Linked DNA regions of Mus musculus: all the other regions are linked to region 2. A link is a contact called in public Hi-C data. All regions are on one chromosome and are shown on one strand. Each heading gives the region's core, a stretch centred on a gene start, on an enhancer-like site or on the middle of the called end of the contact. The rest is flanking DNA. Distances are from core to core; before and after follow the strand shown.

The links. Hi-C and Micro-C count contacts between places; a contact is called where the count stands out from the background.
Region 1: a contact with region 2 is called in a Hi-C map of double positive thymocytes, with 3 times the contacts expected there. The contact joins two enhancer-like sites. A contact is called at or near these places in 3 of 484 Hi-C or Micro-C datasets (cortical neurons and double positive thymocytes) and 1 of 115 datasets of contacts at active chromatin or transcription factors (thymocytes).
Region 3: a contact with region 2 is called in a Hi-C map of double positive thymocytes, with 5 times the contacts expected there. The contact joins two enhancer-like sites. A contact is called at or near these places in 1 of 15 datasets of contacts at CTCF or cohesin (thymocytes), 2 of 484 Hi-C or Micro-C datasets (CD4 T cells and double positive thymocytes) and 2 of 115 datasets of contacts at active chromatin or transcription factors (double positive thymocytes and thymocytes).

Annotation. Positions count from the first base shown.
Region 1 is chr17:51,955,142-51,957,841 of GRCm38.p6, forward strand. The region is part of intron 2 of Gm20098 (predicted gene, 20098); the gene reads left to right. Among named protein-coding and RNA genes, the nearest start is that of Gm20098, 74 kb to the left of the region's middle. Within about 2 kb of position 1,385, at least 5 of the 459 cell types and tissues checked have an H3K27ac peak or open chromatin away from gene starts, as enhancers often do. A contact at or near this core is called in double positive thymocytes, where this site is marked.
Region 2 is chr17:52,310,823-52,313,522 of GRCm38.p6, forward strand. Gm41600 (predicted gene, 41600) reads left to right here. Exons shown (of 3, transcript NR_169078.1): 2 at 1,040-1,110. Among named protein-coding and RNA genes, the nearest start is that of Gm41600, 7.7 kb to the left of the region's middle. Within about 2 kb of position 1,394, at least 10 of the 459 cell types and tissues checked have an H3K27ac peak or open chromatin away from gene starts, as enhancers often do. A contact at or near this core is called in double positive thymocytes, where this site is marked.
Region 3 is chr17:51,898,305-51,901,004 of GRCm38.p6, forward strand. All of the region lies in intron 1 of Gm20098 (predicted gene, 20098), which reads left to right. Among named protein-coding and RNA genes, the nearest start is that of Gm20098, 17 kb to the left of the region's middle. Within about 2 kb of position 1,342, at least 26 of the 459 cell types and tissues checked have an H3K27ac peak or open chromatin away from gene starts, as enhancers often do. A contact at or near this core is called in double positive thymocytes, where this site is marked.

The DNA.
Region 1 (2,700 bases), core at 135-2,634, 360 kb before region 2:
TGGTGTTTTATCACAGCAATAGAAAAGTAACCAATACGCCAATAAAATTGATGATGAAGATTAGCCATCAGAGCCATCCCTCTAGAAAGAACGGTGAGACATCTTTAGATGATGTCATGCCTCAGCCCACTAGCCCAGTGATCTGTATTTTATGAGCTTGGTTGGCTCCCTCTTCAGATTGGAGTCCGCAAAATGAAGCAAGCAAGCAAGGAAGGAAGGAAGGAAGAGACAGACTTAATAAACGTAAATTTACCCAGTGACGTCATTCACAGGCATGACTGCTTGGTGCCCATGTTCCTCTGCAATGCCCTCTTGTGAAAAGATTTTTTGCTCATGTAGTTATGGTGCCTCGGGTTTCTTCTTTCCTTCCTTCCTTCCTTCCTTCCTTTCTTTCTTTCTTTCTTTCTTTCTTTCTTTCTTTCTTTCTTTCTTTCTTTCTTTCTTTCTTAATCATTCTAGAAAGATCTCTGGGCTGAGGTTTGATGTCTTTGTTGTGCTGACAAGGCTCATCTTCACAGAGTGGAACCAGTCATTCCTGTTGAGGGTGGTGATGTTTCCAGCACTCTGACCTGGATCAGATGCTGATCTTAGAAGCAGGTGTCAGATCCAATGAACGGTGATTCACACTGGGGGAGGGGTCTTTTCCTAATACAAAATGGGGGTGATGAAGAATAATTGCTGTGTAGGCCGCAGAATCTACCAGAAGTCATTTTCGTCTTTATTTTTTTTTTCCCCAAAAGGAAAAATGACCTCTTGCAAATGAGGAATAAAGTATCCGAAAATACTTTTAAACAATAGTTCATTTTCTTATTTTCTGTTTGTTAAAGAAATTAATCTATTTTTATGATTGAATATGGAGCCAATACAACATAAACAAACAAGCTAATCAACCAAACAGCCAGCAAGCAACAACAGCTCCCTCTCCCCGAGTGTTGTAACTGGTGAATGCAGTTTTTCTTAGGCTCCTTGATAAATCAAAAGATGCTCCGGGGTCTTGACTGTTGTTTGTACCTTTCCTGGTCATCTGAGGAGCATGAGCTGGAAAAAGCTGCCAAAGGTTGTTTCAATATGTGGTGTTTTAGATCAAATCGTGAAGTTGAATTATGGAGCATTTCTAGAGCATACTGTTGTCTAGATCCCAGGCCCACAGGGTCTTCTTTAGGAGGGGTTTGAGGTTTTGAGCAAGCCAGCAGGTCGTGCATGGAACCAGGATCGGCTCTTTTGCCCGACTGGCTCTTTCTGGCTTTAGGAGGCTCTGTAATTCAGTACGCATGCCCGGCCATAGTCATACCTGACTGAGTTGCAGGTGCAGCTGCAGACAGCTGCGCCATGTGCTCCAGGTGTGCGTCCCCCGCTGTACATGTCACGGCTGTGAAAAGCAGCAAGCTGCTCTCGCCACTGAAGAGAAGCTTAAGACTGACACGGAAACATGCTTTTCTTCTTGTGTCTGCGTTCTATTCTCCCATTCACTCACGGTGACTGGTTGATATTTTTGGCAGGGTCTTGCTTCATAGTTAATATGCATTGGAGTGCCAGTTAAGCAAAATTTCCCAAGAACTTTTGCATTGTTTGTGGTTTAGGGTCATTCATAATGGCTTAAGGAGTTCATCGGGAAGTTTGATCTTGCACAGCCTCCTCCCCCATTTTTCCTGTGGAATGCTATTTTTTCTTAATTAATTAAATATGCGCCTCTAAGAAGGTACAGGCTGTACCATGAACACTTCTGCCAGCCGATCCAATCTCTATGTGGCTACATTTTAAAGACATCTAGAAGCTGTGAGCAGTGAAGCAGAGCCCGTCAACACTGGTTCTGAAAAGGGGGACTTGTCAGTATAGGGAAGCATCCACTGCAAATATGAAAACTTTAAACTGTATGTGACACTTAAACCTAGGAAATTTAGAACACCGGTACTACAGACTGAGAATCTTCTGCTGCAAGCTGTGAGGTGCTGGGTGTGGCTGCAGCTCCAGCAGAGTGTGCTCAGAGAAAGGGAGACACTGGACTGCAGGGCTCCTTCTCAGCTTCTCCACAAGTCATCCAAACACTGTGGGTAGTTCATACTCTGCTGTATGAACAATGTGAATCAGATTGTCCCCCTGTCCGCACATCTGAAACACCTGACTTAGGTTTGGAGAGTCAAAAGAGCAGAAAGAGTGAGCAAGACTCGTTGGGAGGTGAGATCAGCAAAGCTCAAATGTTCTCTGAGCCATCATCCTACAGCCTGAGAGGATGTCAGAAACTAAGATTTTTCTCCCTGCATATTCATGAACTTTATTATTAGTATTATAATAATAAATGGCCATGTGAAAAGAAAGAATATTATGAAAGGAGATGCTAATAATGTGTGGTTAATAATAGATGTTTATTATAATCGTTTCTAATGCATCTGCTTATCAAGTCATGGCATTGAATACCTTGAACATACATATTTTTTTATTTGTCAATTGTACTTCTGTAATGTTAGAAGAGGGGATAGAAAACACACCACTAAAAGACGTAACCATATAGAAAAGTCACTGTGGGTGTGGGCTTTAAGACTCTCATCCTTGATACCTGGAAGTCAGTATTCTGTTAACAGCCTTCAGAATAATATGTAGAACTCTCAGTTCTTCCTGCACCATGCCTACCTGGATGCTGCCATGTTCCTTCCTTGATGATGATGGACTGAACTTCTGAATCTGTAAGCCAGCCACAGTGTT
Region 2 (2,700 bases), core at 144-2,643:
GTTTAATATATTTGATTTTAATGGTAATAGGTACATGTGGCTAGTGACTACTGTGTTGGATATTAAAGAGCTGTTTACCTGTGGAAGCAGGGTCAGACAAAAAGAACAGAGCTGGTTGTAACAGGAAGATGTTACAACTGCCCTCTTTCAGAGTCATTTTGGAGAAGATCAGAAAGTGTGAGAATAAAGGTGGGGAGCCATAAAGATTTTGAAATCTGAGAAGTAAGCATGCTCTGAAATTATAAAGGTATTTACAAATGAAAATTAATGCCGACATAGCAGTGATGGGGCTATATTATACACAACAGAAAATGGGATCTATTTTGAAAGATTACATTTAAAAAATGGAGAATATAGCTACTAAGGAAGTATTTGAGTACTTAGATATCACCAATAATATTTTAAAGAAAAATAATTTAAAACACCTCATATATGTGTGTATCTGTGTATAGAGGTGCGGGCATGCGTGTGTGCGTAGCAAGTGCTCTTAATCTCTGATCCACCTCTAGGTTCAAGGATTTTCTTCCTTGCCTTTTTTCTTTAAGATATATTAAAGCATGCACATATATTTATATGAAAACAAATTACATGGGCGAATACTGATGGGATGTCTATACTGCTCTCAGCTTAGGAATTGGTACCCATCCTTGTTTATACAATCGAGAACTCTGCTTCCCATCATCTCAATCAGAGCCTCACCCAGACTCAGGTGTTTGACCTGGTGTTTCATAGCTTACAGTGCCTGCTTCTTCCTCCCTGAAGTCAACCCTATCCACAGAACCAAGGTCATATTGCTCCTCACATGAAGGACGTGTTCTTTAGTGTCTGAGGAGTGAATGTATATGATAACCTACAGTCCTTTTTTGAAATTCTAACCATCACTATGAAGGTTTTGGAGATAAAGCCCATAGGAAGTAAATTAATCACAAAAGTGAATTCCTCAAAATTCAATTTGTGTCTTTTAAAGTGTACAGCATAGCTTCATCACATCTCTTCATTTTTCTCTTTGTCTCTCTTTCCTCTCTCCTCTCTCCTTTAGGTACCAAATATCTGAAATAAAAAGATATCTGTCTACACAGTGGGAGAAGGAGGATCCGCAGCCGATACTAGGTCTGTCAGAACTTTGACTTTGAACTTTGAGCGTCTGGATCTATAAGAAATGAATGTTCTGTTTTTACCGACCCTAGATATCAGATCCTATTCTAGCAGAGCAAACTGGTTAAGACAAAGGGCCTCTTGATATAAACATTGCTCAACTGCAGCAGAAAATACATGTTTTTGCATGTATGGGTCCTTGTCTGTCAAATCTCAAAAGATGCTATCTTCCATCTTCATTTTAGGTCTAACAAAGCTGTGGCACCTTCTTTGCTGTCTCTTCATCTTGTACACATTGTTCTGATGATTTCCTCATTTGATTCATCCTTCAGCATGCACCTTGAAGTCACTTCCTCTGCAAATGTCTCCCCACAACAGCCCCCTGAAAAAGATGCAGAGGTCCTTTATTCAACCCCCCGTTATCAGCATGACACTGGATTCTTATTTTCCATTTACTTTTTCCCCCCAAAGTGTAAGGAAAACCCATGTTTATTCTTTATATTCCCACTACCCTCAGTGACTGGTACCCAGGAAGCATTGGCTTCCTTCAAGTCTGTTGACTTAGTGCTCACACTCTCATTTCTCATTATGAGCCTGGTGATGTCTGAGGTAGCTTAAGTGGTCATGGCTCTGCGTCTACACGTAAATACCTGTCAAAAATAGCCAATGGTGATGTCTTTAATCTGGGGAAAATTCCTCATTTAACTATTAAGTAAAATATATATTAATTTTTAAAAATTTAGCATATTATTAGAGAAGATTCTTTTGCTATCACTAACTCAATAATCTCAAAATAATAGACAGGTCTGAGGAATATTAATGCAAACAAATATTGTTGCTATATAGTATTTTGAATATTTTCTCTACTTTTCAGCTTTTTAAAATATTGTAGACTATATTCTTGTTCTATGTATGTATTTATTCAATATTATGCATATGACTTTCTTTTCTTTTTCTTATTAAGCCCTTCCAACCTTGTGTTGGCCTTGAGTACTAAAGAAAGAATGTCGAGATATTAACTTGGTTTAAATGCAAAAATCTATTCTAAATGAGAAATTCAATATTCTATAGACCCATCTTTAAAGCTGTTATACATTTGGTCACTGCAGTTTACCTCCCTGTATTTCCATCTCGTTAAGCCAAAGTGAATAGACACAATGATGCTGTTTGAAGGCCTTTTTAGCTCTAAATTCCAGAACTTCCTTACATTTATTTTATTTCATTATACAAAATAAAAATATGTATAATTTAGTAGCCTTTTATATGTATGCATTCTCAGGGTTTCACGGGAATCCTGTCATGGCAACATTAGGAAAACAGCCAACCTTCTTCATATCATCTTATGAGGTCCTAAGGAAGGAAAACGACAAGGCAGTGCATTTGGTGATGACTGGAGAGGGTATTGACAATTCTATTAGAATTTGTATTCAGCAAGATTTAACTCAACTCTCTCTTCATTTCATTCCTTTATTTATTTTTTTATTTCCTTATATAATGCAGGAAAAAATAATACAATGATTAATAAAACCCAATATTTGCCCCATCCCTGATGCAAAGCAATGGTTAAGATAAATGAGCAAGCCCAGAATAGCTCATCTGGAAAGA
Region 3 (2,700 bases), core at 92-2,591, 410 kb before region 2:
ACACACACACTTTTGCATACACACACCATACTTTAGATTTTTTTTTTTTTTTTTTTTGGTCAGAAGTCTTTAAAGGACTTTACTGCACTGTGTTAAGAGCTAATGAGTCCAAAGACATGGACTCATTAAATAGGAAATAATTCACTTGAAACCGGTGATTTTTCCAGCTGCAGCTTTTATGCAGAGACTGATCAGACTTACAAAACCTATTGTGGATATCCTCCTGAATTGCTCTTAGGAGAAGCTGAAATCCGTAAAATTTCCCCTCTAGGACAAAAGAGAATAAACTAAAAACTAAATATGATAGATCAGTGAAAACAGAACTCAAAACAAGTCAACGTTACATGCAAGAATAATTAGATTTCTGTAGGGCAGGGAAGGATCAAAGTGTAAAGGGAGTCCCAAGGCTACTCTCCCATTGTTTCTAAAACAATTTTAAAAGCAGAAAAGGAACGGCGAGAGTTTGGATGTGTAACTCTGGTCTATGCTCCCACTCAGGCCTAGCTTTGCTACTGGCTTGGATGGCCACCAAGTCAGCTTCCTCACCCCTCACCCTAACACAGACCATCTGCTCCCTCCTGAAGGTATGTGATCGCAGGCATCATATTGAATCTCCTCCCAACCCACAGAGCAGGGAGTGCTAATGACAGAAGAGGGGCTAAATCATTTGAATTCCTCAGGAGAAGGGTATTGCATCAGCTCAGGCCCGAGGAGAAAGGAAATTCTTGAAAATTCACAACTCCGTTGTGATTAGGATCTCTGAGGCGACCACACCTGCTAACAACAGACTTAGCTCCTGTTTTTTCAGTTTGAAGGGTAGAGGTCAGGAGAGCAATATTTTACTGGTGAGAAATTGCTGAAATCTGTTTGCTCAAACAAAGCAATTATTGATAACCCATAATTGCGGCCCAAATCATAAACTTGTTAGTAATCCCTCATCTGAAGGATAATAGGTTACTTCTATATCAGAGAAGACTTAAAAATTGATACTCTAATGGAAATAGATCAGGCAAGAACAACCCTTAAGCTAGGAAATGTCACTTTCACAAATTGGCTTGGTGTTTCTCAAGCACACTGTTTAAGTTTTCTGCTTTAGGAGTCTTAATACTTGACTCACAGTGAATAACTCACTTTAGGACAATGGCCCCAGACAATGAAACTGATGACTTTAACTTGTGGTGTCACAGAAATGAGATCCTTTCCTTGAGAGAACTCAACGTGCAGAGATGTGTCGAGGAGCTGACAGAGGAACTCTTTTGGAGAGCCTTCCAGAAGCAAGTGTCTCTGCTACAGCCATCTAGCAGGCTTTGTCTGCCTTGAAGTAGCTGTTCTGTTTCTTTTTTGTTTGCTTGGTTTTTTTTTTTTTTCCTTTTCAAACCTCTTCCTTTTTCTGCTCAGAAGTAGGCAAGAACAGCTTCTGTGAAAATAGCCTGAGTCTTGAGTTCTTGAAACAGTAAAGCCCTGGTTTTGAAATATGACTGTAGCTGGTTTCCACAGCACAGATACCTACATAAATGGCTCACACAGGTGGCCGAGCCATTCATTCCGTAGTAAGGCATTGCTTCTTGTAGGTGGGAGCAGCAAGAGAGTAGCAAGTTGACTCTTCATGCCCATGTGACATGTGTAGAGGCTGCCATGCCTTTTCAGAACATCCTTTAATACAGGACAGATAGACAGGAGTGTAATGGAAGGGTCAAAATGTAGATTTGAGAGGAGAGGTGACATGTTTTCAGCTGGTAGCTTTTTGTTCTTTTACTTGTAAATTAAAGACAATCACGCCTAAGTTGTAGCATTGTGATAACAATAATAACAATATCTTGAATATGAGTAAATTAGTTTTGTGGCTGTGCACTTCTGGGCATCCTATAATTGTAACTAACTGATAGCTACATTGTTAAAACCAGACATTCAAGTGTGATTTCTACTTTTTTTTTTTATATTTAGATCTTAAACATATGGATTTATTACTGAAGCACAGATTTTAGAAAATTCAACATTGGATTTGAAATCCCTGGGAATTCTAGCAAGAGATACCAGAGAACCAGAGAGGCATTTTGGTTTTCCAAGACCAAACACACCAATCACATTCTATTTGGAAGTTCCTGAAGTACTGTGGTTTCTGCTGTCATGTAATCTAAACAGCATCTTTACATACTGTAAACACTGGCTAAAAACATCTTCTGGGTTATCAATTTTAAACCAGTCTAACTAGAGAGTGCTGACTGTGCCAAATAGTGCTGAAACAGACGGAATCCGCGTCCTATTTTTGTGTTCCATGCCACCAGGAACACCTTCGCTACAATCTATTCTTCCAAGGTGATAATTCATTAAATGAGCAGCACACGTTACCCCTCCAGGCACCACATACTTCAAGATGCTCCCACGTTGCCTGTATTCTTCTTACTTCTCAGGATGGTTTGGGGGGCCACAGAAAGCCCAACAACTGTTTCAGAGCATGCTGCCTGCAGTGCCAAAGAATTATGCACAAATAAAAGCCTGTGAGGGATGTGTAAGATGCTCAAGTAAGCATCTTAAAGAATGGGTAGGAAAGGACTCGGATGCTTTAAAGTACCTGGCAGAATCCCAATTAGAAATGGATAGGTAGAAAGTAGATCTGAACGGAGATGTAAAACAAAATACATAAATAGCAGGCTGAAGGCTCACGACCTAGTAGGGCAGAGCTGCCCATTGATTCTAAAT